Regions from separate parts of the Mus musculus genome. Here regions 2, 3, 4 and 5 are each linked to region 1. Evidence: chromatin contacts called from public promoter capture Hi-C data. All regions are on one chromosome and are shown on one strand. Each heading gives the region's core, a stretch centred on a gene start, on an enhancer-like site or on the middle of the called end of the contact. The rest is flanking DNA. Distances are from core to core; before and after follow the strand shown. Region 1 holds the start of Zfp644 (zinc finger protein 644). Region 2 holds the start of Aff1 (AF4/FMR2 family, member 1). Region 3 holds the start of Klhl8 (kelch-like 8). Region 4 holds the start of Hsd17b11 (hydroxysteroid (17-beta) dehydrogenase 11). Region 5 holds the start of Nudt9 (nudix (nucleoside diphosphate linked moiety X)-type motif 9).

Region 1 (2,555 bases), core at 30-2,529:
GCTTGCTGGGGACTCAGGATCAGGTCCCTTGTGATATTTCCACATGATGGCCTGTCATTTGCAGCTCCAGTTTCAGGTCCTTCCTGAGGCTCATTTGGACTCTGTGGTACCAGGCATGAAGCATGCGGTGCACAGCCATACATTCAAGCAAAACCCAAACTCATGAGATGAGAATAAGTCTCTAAAGTGCATCTCCTCCAAGCAGTTGGCTGAAAATGGACACAGATTTATTTGTTGTGTATCTATCTATTCGTATATATGAAGGAAAGCTTTCATTTTGAAACAGCTCAACAGTCTAATCTCTCTTTGCCACTTTAGGTTGTAATGAACTTGAACAGGTGACAAGAATGCCTGACACACACACAGCATGAACTCTAGTTGTCAGCAGTTACTAGCAAGCGAAATAATTAGAGTGGATAGTGAAATGTTCGTTCTTTGGGATACATTTGCTGCTTCTGAAGGCACCGTTTTTCAGGAAAGATACTCCCATTCTTGACAAATAAATGTAATTATGGTGTATTCCTGTGAATGTTAATAATATCTCGAAGGCTTGGAGGTGCATAGTTCATGATTACTGCTTAACTACTAAAAAACGTTTTAAAGTTTTTCATGAGAAAAAGTTCAGCGAAACCAAAGAATTTAGTAAGGCAGGCCCATCAGAGTATTCTAGAACGTTTAGCTCACCTTCAACAGGTTAGGAACTTGTTGACTCGGTTCAAAAGCAAAGCGAATACCTCTAATTAGTGCGCTGCTTCCCTCAGAAGCCCATGGCTGAATGCTTGTTAAAAGGGAGATTTAGAAGACCCTCTGGGGAATCTATTGATTACCTGAAGAGTTAACCAGCATTTCTGACGTCTCTTTGCATGACTCCAATTTGGACAATCAAGGCATGTTCCTTAGTGCAGAATCTGCCCTTGCAGAGTCCAAGGAACCCAAATCCGGGCCTTCTTTTTGGGTGTCTTGTCTGGGTAACTGAATTTCTATACCTGATGCTTTTGCCACCTGGCCTGTTTAACATCATAAAACCTGTCTGTGCCAGTTCTCCAAGGTAGGCCTGATATATGTTGCTGGTTCTTTCAACAGCTGGAAAAGGGAACAGGTTTTTGGCAAACTAGCGATTGCAGACACCAGAGATGGGCCTATTCCACCTTAAAGGGCCTAGGCATTCCTGGTACTTGGGTCTTGCAGAGTTTGGTCGCCACCATATTTGGAGCGTGCCTACTTTGGGGCGGGAACCTCCTCCGGAGTGGTTAGGTCACCGCTGGGGGAGGTGACCTTGTTTGGTTTTGGCACGGGAGAGCAGCGGTGCAGCGTTGCTGCCGCCCCCCGTGGGTCTGATTGGCACGGGAGCTCCGGCGGCCCGAGAGCACGGGCGCGCCTCGCTGGCTTCCCCCGGCGGCCGGCGGCCAGGCAGAGGCGGGAAAGCCGCGCGCCTGCGCCGTGGGAACCGAGGCCGGAGGCGAGAAGCGGGGAGCGGAGGGGGCCGTTGGAGCCGAGTAGCGTACAGAGCGGCGTGTGACGCGGGGACGCCGCGCGCTCCCAACGTCGCCCCGGTTTGACGCACACGGCACCAAACTGTGAGTTTCGGGGGTCTTATTCGGTCGGATTAGCCCCGGCCCCGGCCGCGTTTCGGACGTCCGGGCTGAGGCGGTGGCGGGACTGAGGGTGGCGGAAGAAGTTGTGGGGGGACCCGGCCCGCGGCGCTCGGGCCCGGGGAGCTACGCCCTAGGCTGGCTCCCAACCCTCGGAAAGGACGCGTTTTGCCGCACAGGCTAAGATGGCGGCTGCTGCCGAGGAGGCGGAGTTGCTGCTGCACAAGGAGCCCGGGCCGCGGGGTCCGGGAGGCGGCGGTCGCGGGGGGCCGCGGAACCTTAGGTGAGCGGCGGCGGCCGCCGCGGGGCGGGACTCGGAGGCGGGCGCGCGGGGCGGGGGGTGCCTTTCCGCTGCGGCGGCGGCGGATCCGGTGGCGGACACAAAGGGGCCGAGCCGGGCTCTGGACTCGGGGGGTTTTGTTTAGTCACATGTAGCGGAGCAGCCAGTGAGCGGTAGGGGGAAGGGGGCCGAGACCCGGAGGTCCGGGGAGCCCTGCGGTCGCCATTGTAACTCCCCGAGTAACGGGGGCGGTCCGAGAGCAGTCAGGCGGCGCCCCGTGCGCGGCTAGGCTACTCTGTCCGGGCCTGTAGCCCCGGCCCTGGAGGTAACTGTCCACACCCCTCCCCTGACTTTGGGACCAGAGCGCATAGCCTTCCCCTTCTTCCCACTGGTCTGCAACATCTTGTGCCGCTAAGTGCCTGAGAAGTAACTCCAAGAGGTAAAAAAAAAAGAAAAAAAAAGAAAAAAAAACACTCGAAGTGTTTGGGTGGCCACGGGGCTTGGTGGGTATCTAGCTAAAGCTTTTTGCCTCTCCAGGTCTGATTCCCTGGCCTTTGTGTCCCTGGGAGCTTAATCTCTGCCAGAGGAAAGCAGGTGTGTGCTCCGTCCACTCCTCCCGAGAACATGAAGATGAGTTGTCCCAGACCCTTCCCCGTGATTGGAAACTTAGGTGGTTTCTTGTT
Region 2 (2,555 bases), core at 36-2,535, 2.9 Mb after region 1:
GTCCCGTTAGGAACCCCTTCCTTCCAACACTCAATAAGATGAAGACACAACTAAGCCAAGTTGAGAGGATTAAACTTGTTTTTAAAGTAAGACACACTTAGAAGGTTTTCTGTTTAGAGAAGTTCCTTCTAGGAAGTTTTATCTCTTAGAAAAATTCAAGTTCTATCTACTCAGTCTCTAACGTTTACAAATCTACTGTTCTCCATGATCTTTAGACCTAAAATTACTAAAATTACCTCAGCTCAGCGTCCAGATATGTTACCAAATCACTATCCTAAATCAAGTATTAAGGCTAAAGAACATTTCCATAATTGTAAACTTGTGCAATCACACTGCCTTCTGGCATAAGTTTTGAAAAGGTTCGACGGGTCCTGTTTTCCGTAACCAACAGCTGTAGAGACCGAAGCGCGATGACACCCAACAGCCTCAATCTTGGGCACCGGTGTACGGCCAAGTTTTAAGGCTCCTTTCAAAACCTTCAAACCCGGGAGAAGGCAAGACTCGGTCCTTGCAGTACAGGGCACTCCCCTGACAGCAACTGCGGGTCATTAGCCAGGCTCCCCTTCACCAACCCAGCGCATTCCGGCCTTTGCCTACTCAGCAGATTCACTCTGACTGTGCCGTTTTATGTGGAATCGTACATTCTAGCAGGAAAAAAAAAAAAAAAAAAAAAAAAAAAAAAAAAAAACTATATTACTCACCAGGCTCCACCACTCTCTCGTGGGAGAATCCTCGTTTCCATTAAGTGCGCTTCCAAATTTCTTTGGAAGACGCCAAACCAGCAACGAGTAGAGCCGGAGGATTGTGCACAGGCACCTCAGTGAAAATCCAGGCTCCGGCAGGAGAGAAACCAACTTCACTTTCCGAAAATAACAGTTCTTCGGGCCAGAAGCGGAATCTTTAACCTTAACTTTCCGGGCGGTCCCTTTGCACTCGGTTCACACACTTTTCTACCCGACACTCAGGGATGAGATAGCAGTGATCCAGCCGCTGGCTTCCTGCGGTCCCCGCCCCCCCCCCCCGGCACTCCCACCCGCGCCGCCCTTGCCCCGGGCTCCGCGGCCACTCCCGGGTCCCAGACGCCCCCTGCGCAAGCCTCACCTGGAATGGGCTGCCATGGCTCGGCTCACACTGCCTGGCGTCCCAAATCCATCTGCGCGCTCGCCCCGCAGGCTCTCTCGCCCGCGCCGCTCTCAGCGTCGGCCGCAGCCGTCGGCGATACTGCCCCGCAGACTCTGCGCTCTCGGCAGCCGCGTCCTCAGCTCTGTGTCCTCAGCACCGCCTCCGCCCCCCGGAGCCTCGGCTCGCGCCGAGCCTGACGGACATCCGGGCACCGGGGGCAGCCGGGCGAGCCGCACCTCCCTGGAGCCCAGGGAGCGGCGATGCCCGCCGCCCCGGGGCACTGTCGGGTCACCAGAGACCAAGGGGTGCGTCCGCACCGCCCGCTGCGGGGTCCCGGCTCCCAGTTCGCCCGCACTTCGGGGGCGATGTGCGCGGCGCTGGGCTCCCCTCGAGGTGCCCGAGCTCGCCGGGACCCCCCCGCAGGCGCCGCGGTGGTACGGCCCGCCTCCTTTTAAGGGCAGCGCGCACCTCCGCCGCCGCCGCTGCCCCCAATTCGGCTGTGTTCAAACGCGCGCTACAGAGATCCCCGCGCTCGGGCTGGGACCTCAGGGTCCTGCTGCCGTGGGGATGTGCTGGGAGTGGGAGCATCGGATCACTGCCTTCGCTGCTTCTGGCCGCTGCTGCGGGGCTTGCCATCGGAAACATCAGGGATCGGCTAGCAACCCTTCTTCAACTTTGCTTTCAGTTTTGAAAGTGCCCAGAAACAAGTGTTTATACGACTTCCCTCTTCGAGGCAACATGCGATTACACAGAAGACAGCCATTCAGGGAAGTCCCCTAATAAATTAAAAGAATTGCTTCCCCTCCACCCCACCCCACCCCACCCCCCGCAAACAAAAACCATGATGCAAACCAACGTAAACGCTCGAAAGCACAATCGAAAATTGCGTCAACTCAGACACAGGAAAGACACCAGGCTTTGCCTGGGAAGCGGCTGAAAACAACGATGGGCAGAAAGGCAGGGAGAAGACTTAACAGGGGCATCCCGGAGGACCAGCCTGCTGCTGGAAGGACACTTTCTTGGTGCGCTCCGGGTTCGACCCGGGACTCACCACATTATATTGCTCATGTAACTGATTGCCCAGTTTCTAAATACCGCAAGTTTCCAGATTCCGGTAGTCCCTCTCAGAGGTCAGAACTACTTACATAAGAACACAAGACAAAGCTTGTCTTTCACTCCCCTGGCTTTAGCTCTGATGGTGGAGAACGACTGACGCCTTCGCAGGAATGAAGGCTGTGGTGGCAAGTGAGACAAGTTGCCAGACACTGCTTTCTCCACCACCTACAGTAGTAGTTTGGAGAACTCGTGTACTTTAGGAATGCCCTTGATGAACTAACTAGTCCTTTGAATTTTGACTCTGAAATGCGGGGTTTTTCCCTCTGTCTCTATGTCAGTCTCTCTGTCTCTCCTCCCTCCCTCCTCCTCCTTGTGAC
Region 3 (2,555 bases), core at 21-2,520, 2.8 Mb after region 1:
CAGGATTAGAGGGGGAGACTTAAAATATAAAATGCAAATGCCGACTGGGATTTAACATTACCGTTTATTCCCACCCAGTGCAATCAGATAATTACTCAGGAGGTGTCATCACATCCTTTCTGGTTTTAATTCATAGAGATCAGGGTAGGGGAGTCTAATATCCTCTGTTTATGAACCAGCTTGTGTATTCTCAAATGAAGCTAAGAAAAATCTCTAGATTTAGAAAACCACATGCTTCGTTTCTTTTTAGTTTATCTTCACTTTATAGATATGTAAAATAATTAGGTGAAATTGTTGTTATGGATGTATCCCTCTAAGGACAGGTCCTTGTCCTGGCTGCCCCGCTCCCTCGTTTTTTCCCCATTTGCTATGAATATTTAACTTTAAGATTTATTATTATTATTATTATTATTATTATTATTATTATTATTATTATTTTTGCCTGAACCCGCTATGCCAACAGAAATTCCTCTCTAGGTCCAGAGTTGTAGCAATTTATTCTCACTGTACCGAAATACGTGACCAAAACCACTTGAGGAAGAAGGATGGATTTGAGCTCTCTGTTTCAGGGGACTTCGGATCCTCATTTTCGAGGAGCCCTGCAGAAGTGGCCCTAAGGCAACGGTTCCCACCCGTGGGTGATGTTTGAGCAGGTTCTGGGACCTTTGGGGTCTAGCTGGCACAAGCAAACCAGTGCAAGTGAGCAGGTGATGACACCTGTCTCCTTCAGGCCCAGCTGGAGTCTCTGTGGTTTGCCTAGGCTGGATCCAATTTGTATCTTTATATCTCAGCCACAGGAACAGCTGACCTTATCTTCCTGCACCAAGCCACCTGGTCTATGGCTACATTTCGAATATGCTTTGAAGATTCTGGAAGCTTCAGAATGCCCTGGAAAAAAAGAGTTCAGGGAACTATCCTAATATATGCCCTTGCTCTTTTTCCCTACATTTCCAGCAACTTTACTGAGAGTTTGCCTTATCTCACCAGTTTATACTAGCAATTGTGTTTAACACTCGGTATTTAGTTCAATTACTTCCTTGCTTTGCAGACACAAGCTGTTTTGTATACATTTTGCAGAGCATGAGATAAAACTGATAGGAATAGCTATAAAATCTGGGATATTCCCCACGCAGGGGATGAATACTGGGAGGGATGGAAGGGAAACGCAGGCGCGCTCTTCAAAGAGGCAACAGAGAACTACATTTCCCAGAGTGCGGCGCGCAGCACGCTCGTGCCTCACCACCCCGCCCCGCCCCGCCCCGCCCCCGCGGCTCTCAAGAGCGCTCGGCCGAGCCGGGCACGAGCGAGCGGTCGGGCCGGTGAGCGCGTCCCCGGGGTGTCCAAGCGGGGCTGGCGCGGCGCCGGCGCGGAGCGGGTGTGGCGGCTCGGCCTGCGCGGCGGCCGCGGACAGAGGTAACCGCTGCGTTATCCCGCGCGCGGGTCTCAGCCTGGAGCGGTCACCCGCGCTCGCGTCGGTGAGGAGCTGCCGGGCGGCGCCGGCGCCTTCCCTCGGGGAACCGAAGGGATCCGGGCGGGCCTCGCGGGCCGCGCTGTCCTGAGCGGCGGCGCAGGTGCTCGGGGTCCGGGTTGGGCGACTTCAGGGGTGTCCCCCTCCCGGGGTTCGCGGGGCTCCTGCAAAATCCGTACCCGGCCGGGTGGCGCTGCTCCAGGCTGAGCTCGTGGCTTGCTCCAGGGAGGGTCCCCGATTTGTGGACACAGTTTGGGGTTCCCAACCGTCTCCCGGGCTTGCACGGCCCTGATGTTACGGTTTGGGGAGCTTGTTACCTTCCTTTTCCTGCAGGCAGTATTTATTATCATGCATTTCGTGGAAATCCTCGCAGTTTTGAATATTCTTGCCAACCTGCTTTAATTGCCTACCTTTATATTTTGCTTCTTACCTTAAGGTATTAGCGTAGGCAGATACTTTGGGCAATAGGTCTTACTTAGAACCTGGGTTGCCACAGTAATTAACCTGCCAGGTACACGTGGGTTTTTTTTCTTTTTTTCTTTTTTCTATTTAATGCTGTTCTCTCTCTCTCCCCGCCCCCCCCCCCCTCGTTAATTGTTTTCAGTCTTGTTTCCCCATCTTCCGTGAGCCCTGGCCGTGCTAAGGGGCGGGTGGGGTACGTTTAGTTGAGCAGAGACCCTCTGCTAGTGCTACCAGAGCTTGTGAACTGCGTGCAGGTAGCTTTATCATTAGCCTTTGCTTCTCTGCCTGCTTTCTCCTGGCACCTATTTTTTGGTTTGTCAGTCAAACCAACTGACCTACTTAAAACTTTAGTCATGTTGCCTTGAAAATACCAAATAGTTGGAACACAAGTATAAAAAGAAGTCACAAGATGCTGTATTCAGCTGTATGCGCTTGGATTTATATTCATTCTTATATTTTTCTACCCCTCCTCTCCTATTCTACCCCTCCCCCTCCACTCTACCTCCCACCCCCCAACCTTGAGCATGCCGGGAGAACACACTACTTACCACTGAGTACATCTCCAGTCTGAATTTTTACGTTTAAAACTATTCTTTTAGCATTTGATAACTGTTAGTGCTATTAA
Region 4 (2,555 bases), core at 22-2,521, 2.7 Mb after region 1:
GGAGACAGGAAGATAAAGAGCAAGCAAAGCAAGCCACATCCTCAGTGTCACAGGAGGAAAGTCAACGGATAACATTTATAGTTCATAAACCAACCACTCAACAGACAGGCTATTAGCTTGTTCCTGCTGCTAAATGAGGAGAAACTGCCTCAAAACAACCTGGGGAAGAGAGAGTTCCAGGCCAGCCAGAGCTACACAGAGGAATCCTGTCTCAAAAAGTGTGTACTGGGGACGAGAATGCTGGAGAGATGGCTATAGCTCTGTGGTTAAGAGCACTGTCCATTCTTCCTGTGGACAATGGTTCAATTCCCAGTGCCTACATGCAGGTTCACAGCTCCTAGTAACTTCAGTTCTAGGAAACCCAGAACCCTCATCTGCCCTTTCCCCACACCGGGAGCAAAAATAGTGTGCACACAGGCAGGCAAACCACCCACCATTCTTGAATATATGTTTTGTTTCTCGTTTTCAGATTCTCAGAGGCCGAGTGGGAGCTGGTTGCCCCGCTACACGGCTCTTCCCTGGGGAGATGGGTTTACTGCTTCTCCTAAAACTTGATTATGCCTTGGGAGGATACACCCCTCTGCCCTCCAGAAATGCTCAATTCAAATTAAAATGCGATGTAGGGTCATTTCTAATTCAGGAGCTTGGTTTTCCCTCTTGTGCTTTGTTTTGCTTGAAGGGTTGTTTGTTTTGTTATTAATTTTTGGTTAGCGTGCAAAGAAATGGGTTTGTGACTTTTATACACAAACGTGCCAGGTGTTCTAACCCGCCCCTCCCCCATAGCCGTCCTCCCATCCCCCTCTTGCTACTTCTCTTCCTTTCCCCAAAGAGTCCCCTTCCTTGTTTCCTGGTCCTTTAAGGTGTGGCTCCACATTTGCAACCCTTATGCAGAAACAGACAACTGTCCACCGCAGCCTGAGCACTGCTAGCACTTGCCCTTCATCCTTTACTGCGCAGCGTGACGACCTCTCCTCTCCTAGGTCTGCTGCAGACAGGGAGGGGATTTTTCCATTTTAGGAAAGCGTGAGGTAACTAGCCCTCCTAGGAGGAAGTCCGCGATAGCTATCAGGGTCGCACCGCCCTAGGGCTTGCCTCTGAACTTCGTCCCTCCCAGATTTCCAAGCCAGCGAGCAGTTGCTCTGACTGCAGTCCGAGCCAATGGCAAAAACCCTCCTGAAGCCCGGCCCCGCGGAAGGAATGGTTTCCGAGTTGTTTGTTTCTCTTTAATAGGGGAACTCTGCCTTGCTTAAGCTTTTACTCTGTGCGTAACCGACACCCTCCAGAGGCCGTTTAGGACCGGGAACGAGAGCACCGGGCCTCCAAAAGGATGAAGTATCTTCTTGACTTGATCCTGCTGCTGCCTTTGCTCATCGTCTTCAGCATTGAGTCTCTTGTCAAGCTTTTTATTCCCAAGAAGAAAAAATCTGTCGCCGGAGAGATCGTCCTGATCACCGGAGCTGGTCATGGGATTGGAAGACTGACTGCCTACGAATTTGCCAAACTTAACACCAAACTGGTTCTCTGGGATATCAATAAGGTAACCGCGCTTCGTCGCTGCCTTTTCTTTGTGGTCCACACTGGCAAACAACCACCCTTTATAGTTCTCTGTAGAGTCCATAGAGCATATAGTAACTATTCATATTTTTTCAGATTATAAGAGAGGCATAATTTGATATCTGTTAAGACCACACGATGAACGGACCTATGGACAATGAGAATCTTGGCTATCTCCCTTCGCTACATTAACACTACATTAAATCCATCCTGAAAGTGGCCTATAATCTCCTCCTACTGACCATCATAAACTTTTGGAAAATACAGCAGTTTTAGGTGCTATACCAAGAGTTAGATGTGTGCGGCTGTCAAGTCTCGTTTGCAGCTGCTGAGATGGGCTCGAAATGACACCCTACAGGGATCACCATTGCACTGCCAGTTGCCTACAGGAGTCATCTAAGTCACCTTATAGAAAAAATAGTTAAAAGTGAAATAACTTCAGTGCGGTCTCCTGTACCTTCAGGTTGAGGTGGGAGGTGAGTTAGAAGGAGCTAGCAGTGAAGTGTTGGTCTGGCTTTTGGTGGATGACAGAGGGAATCTGAAGGCATCTTCTGGCTTAGCGTGCCCCTCACTGCACTGTGTACATCCATTCTATAAACAAGAGGTCAAGGTTCATGAGATTAAATAAGAACTCTAACTCTAGAGTGATTGTGACAACAAGTAATCAGTGCTCCATAGTATCTACAGCCCAGATGGTAAGACCTGGTGGCAAACAGGAGATGGGCTACCTACGTCTGGTGGAGAAAACAGATAATTAGATATGTATACGATGGATTAACAATGCAAACTGGGCCAGCATGGGTCAGCTAGCCAAGGCCCAGCATAGGCATATGGTCAGGCATATGAAATGGGCTCTTTGCTTCTTAACTGAGAAAGACGAGGCTACCCAGGCTTTAGTTTTCAGAAGGCCAGGGAGATGGTAAGTTAATGTGTGAGGTGATTTAGCCAAGAGTCTAGCAGGTGGCACACAAACTAGTCTGAAATTTTATTCTTTAACAAGA
Region 5 (2,555 bases), core at 38-2,537, 2.6 Mb after region 1:
TGTTGACTTAGCTTTGGGTTTTTCTTTGGAATAAGCAGTTTCAGTTCTGGATATACTTCTTTAAGTGTTCCTTTCCCTGTCGTGCTAGAAATCACCAATGAGCTTTTCGTTGTTCTGGTAACAACCAACAAAAATGCCATTAGTGACTTCCAGAGAGCAGGAAGTTCTCCCCTCAGCAAGCCCCACTGAAGAAGGTGTATAAAGGGTGTTAACCCACACCAGCAGAAAGAGGACACTCTGATTGAGGGGTTTTAAGCACTGTCAGGAAAGCAGAAAGGGGATGGCACCGTGGGGCCTACAAACCACAGCAGAAGTAATTCTATTTTCAATGAGGTGAAGGAATATGTCACTCCTGTTTGGGAAGCCCACAGAAATTCCAAACTCGGTCTCACACGGAGCCCAAATTGCCAGGGAACTAACCTCTTTCCTCTTCGGAACCGAAAGCTTGGTGAGTTTGCCTCCTAGATAAAAGTCAAGCTTGAGGCGTGGGTGGTATGTGTTTTAAGGAAGACACTGGTGTCAGAGAACTTAACAGAACCAAACTTACAAACTTTCCAAGTCACTAGGAAATAAAGTTGCGGCCACCTCGCCCAGGAGAGAAGGGAAAGAACGAGGTTCCCAGTACTGAGGCACTTGTGCGCACACTTCATCTCCAGTCTACCCAAAAGCCAATAATCAGCGCCTTCCAGCGCACAGAAAACACTGTCTGCTACTCAGATTAACAGTATATATTAACAGTATATTCCATTATATGGACTCGGTATCACCTCTAGCACGGAGCAACACACCATAAATGCTCTTCAAACTCTGGTGATCTATGAATTAGCGTTGGCGCCTTATCTGGATGGGCAAATTAAAAAGTCAGAGATCGAGAAGGGTCCTTGCTATTGGCTTCCCAAAATCCAGTACTTCAGCACAGCCTACATAACCTCTGGAAAAGGAAGGAGGGGATCGCAGGTCCACCCGAGGTCTCGGAACCGCAGCCCGTCCTAGAATCGGGGTACCTGGGTGCGGGGACGGCGCGGCAGGCTGAGGACCGGACAGTCACTGACGCGAGGGCCACCGAGAGCGACACGGTGGCTACCGCCTGCCCCAGGGAGCGGCCGGCCATCGGCGCCTGGCGCCTGGCGCGCGGCCCGCGAGGGTTCGGAGGTGGCCGGCCTCGCCCGGAGCCCCGCCTTGAGCCCCGAACCTGCAGCCAGCGGGCACTAGGACCCGGCCGCGCTCCCCCAGCGCCGCTGGCCGGCGGCGCCAGCAGCCCCACGACGTACCCGACGCGCGACCGCGCTTTACGGCCACGCCGCAAACTAACCTGTGTGCCAGGCCTCTCCGTCTGCGCAGGCGAACTGGAGTGCCGCGGCGCGGCAGGACGCGGAGACCCAGAACCCTGAGGCTGAGCGGAAGGAGGGTCAGGGGCGACCACGTGCTTCCAGGAGAGGAGGGCCGTACGGAGGAGTCACGTGAGCCATGCGAGGTTTGAGAAGACGTAGGATGAGTCAGTGACGAGTCTTGAAACACCTTGGTTTGGTTTCCAGAAGCCAAGTAACTTGCTTTTCGAAACTTGCCCGCATACCGGATTCAGAGACCGCCTGTGAACAACAAAATGTGGGCGTCCCGCCGGTCACGTGATCAGGCCAGTCACGTGACCCCTAACCCTTAAGGAGGGAATCCCCCAACCCTGGAACGCAGCCTGGGCTCCCCAGAGCCCCCTTCACGGTGCTGTCCGTGGTGTTGGTGACTCTGATAAACCTCTTGTCCAAAAGGAAAGCCGGCCTCGGTTTCCCACTTTCGAACCCCAAAGCCAAAACTTACAGACAAGCTGTGAAAGTGGCACGCGGTCTGGATAATAACGAACGAAGGACTAAAGTTAGCCAGATTGAAAGTGGTAAAGCCAGGCGTGCATCGCGGCTTGCACTCCAGGTTTCATTCGTTTAATTGTTGATGAGACATATTCTAAGCCTATCATCAACTTTGGGCCTTGCAAAACACACCGTATGGCGTTGGCTCTTAAAGCCAGGCCAATCAAATACTAACAGTATCCTGAAATCCACAGCACTCTTGGGATGGGACAGCAAGAAAAAAGGACTGCACAGTAACACTTCAGGGCGTTGCCTTCGTGACTATACTACACCCCTTAAAATGCCCGCTTAGAAAAACTAAAAGTATGGGAAATTTCCTCCCCACCCCTGCCCAAACCTGGTGACAGATAGGCAGATCCCTGGAGCAAAGTAAAGATTATATTTTCTTTCTCTGCACTTTGGGGCATAAGCCTACCACCCCACAGTTTCCTGGAGATGTGGTAGACATGTCGTTGAGGTGTGAGCGAGCACTCAGGAAGATAAATCACCTTGGGCTCCAGCCCCTTCCAGAGATGGTTGTTTTCAGCTTGCTCCACTGCTCCTGTCATAAGAAACACGTTTGTTTCTACACACACACACACACACACGAACACCTTAGATCCTTCAGCACCATTCCCCGGCCTTCAAGATCCCTATTCTTTTTTTTTTATTTTGGTTTTTTTTTTTAATGAAACTAGAACCCAGTTCATAATGTAG

What was found. Promoter capture Hi-C pulls out the DNA fragments that hold promoters and counts their contacts. Capture Hi-C pulls out chosen DNA fragments and counts their contacts.
Region 2: a contact with region 1 is called in a promoter capture Hi-C map of pre-B cells, with 4 times the contacts expected there. The contact joins the promoter of Aff1 here to the promoter of Zfp644 in region 1.
Region 3: a contact with region 1 is called in a promoter capture Hi-C map of liver, with 2.9 times the contacts expected there. The contact joins the promoter of Klhl8 here to the promoter of Zfp644 in region 1. A contact is called at or near these places in 5 of 39 promoter capture datasets (the C10 cell line, hippocampal neurons, liver and 1 more).
Region 4: a promoter capture Hi-C map of liver shows a contact between it and region 1, with 2.7 times the contacts expected there. The contact joins the promoter of Hsd17b11 here to the promoter of Zfp644 in region 1. A contact is called at or near these places in 3 of 39 promoter capture datasets (the C10 cell line, HPC-7-derived erythroid cells and liver) and 1 of 9 other capture datasets (liver).
Region 5: a promoter capture Hi-C map of pre-B cells shows a contact between it and region 1. The contact joins the promoter of Nudt9 here to the promoter of Zfp644 in region 1. A contact is called at or near these places in 4 of 39 promoter capture datasets (the C10 cell line, the HPC-7 cell line, liver and 1 more) and 2 of 9 other capture datasets (adipose tissue and liver).

The regions. Positions count from the first base shown.
Region 1 is chr5:106,695,554-106,698,108 of GRCm38.p6, reverse strand. It overlaps Zfp644 (zinc finger protein 644), which reads left to right and starts at 1,279. Exons shown (of 10, transcript NM_001363318.1): 1 at 1,279-1,577; 2 at 2,410-2,466.
Region 2 is chr5:103,752,892-103,755,446 of GRCm38.p6, reverse strand. Aff1 (AF4/FMR2 family, member 1) reads right to left here and starts at 1,285. Exons shown (of 20, transcript NM_133919.4): 1 at 1,102-1,285. The coding sequence starts at 1,118.
Region 3 is chr5:103,909,974-103,912,528 of GRCm38.p6, reverse strand. It overlaps Klhl8 (kelch-like 8), which reads left to right and starts at 1,270. Exons shown (of 10, transcript NM_178741.4): 1 at 1,270-1,413.
Region 4 is chr5:104,020,512-104,023,066 of GRCm38.p6, reverse strand. It overlaps Hsd17b11 (hydroxysteroid (17-beta) dehydrogenase 11), which reads left to right and starts at 1,271. Exons shown (of 7, transcript NM_053262.3): 1 at 1,271-1,537. The coding sequence starts at 1,328.
Region 5 is chr5:104,045,596-104,048,150 of GRCm38.p6, reverse strand. It overlaps Nudt9 (nudix (nucleoside diphosphate linked moiety X)-type motif 9), which reads right to left and starts at 1,287. Exons shown (of 8, transcript NM_028794.4): 1 at 1,005-1,287. The coding sequence starts at 1,111. Mir5619 (microRNA 5619) reads right to left here and starts at 148; the gene lies at 88-148.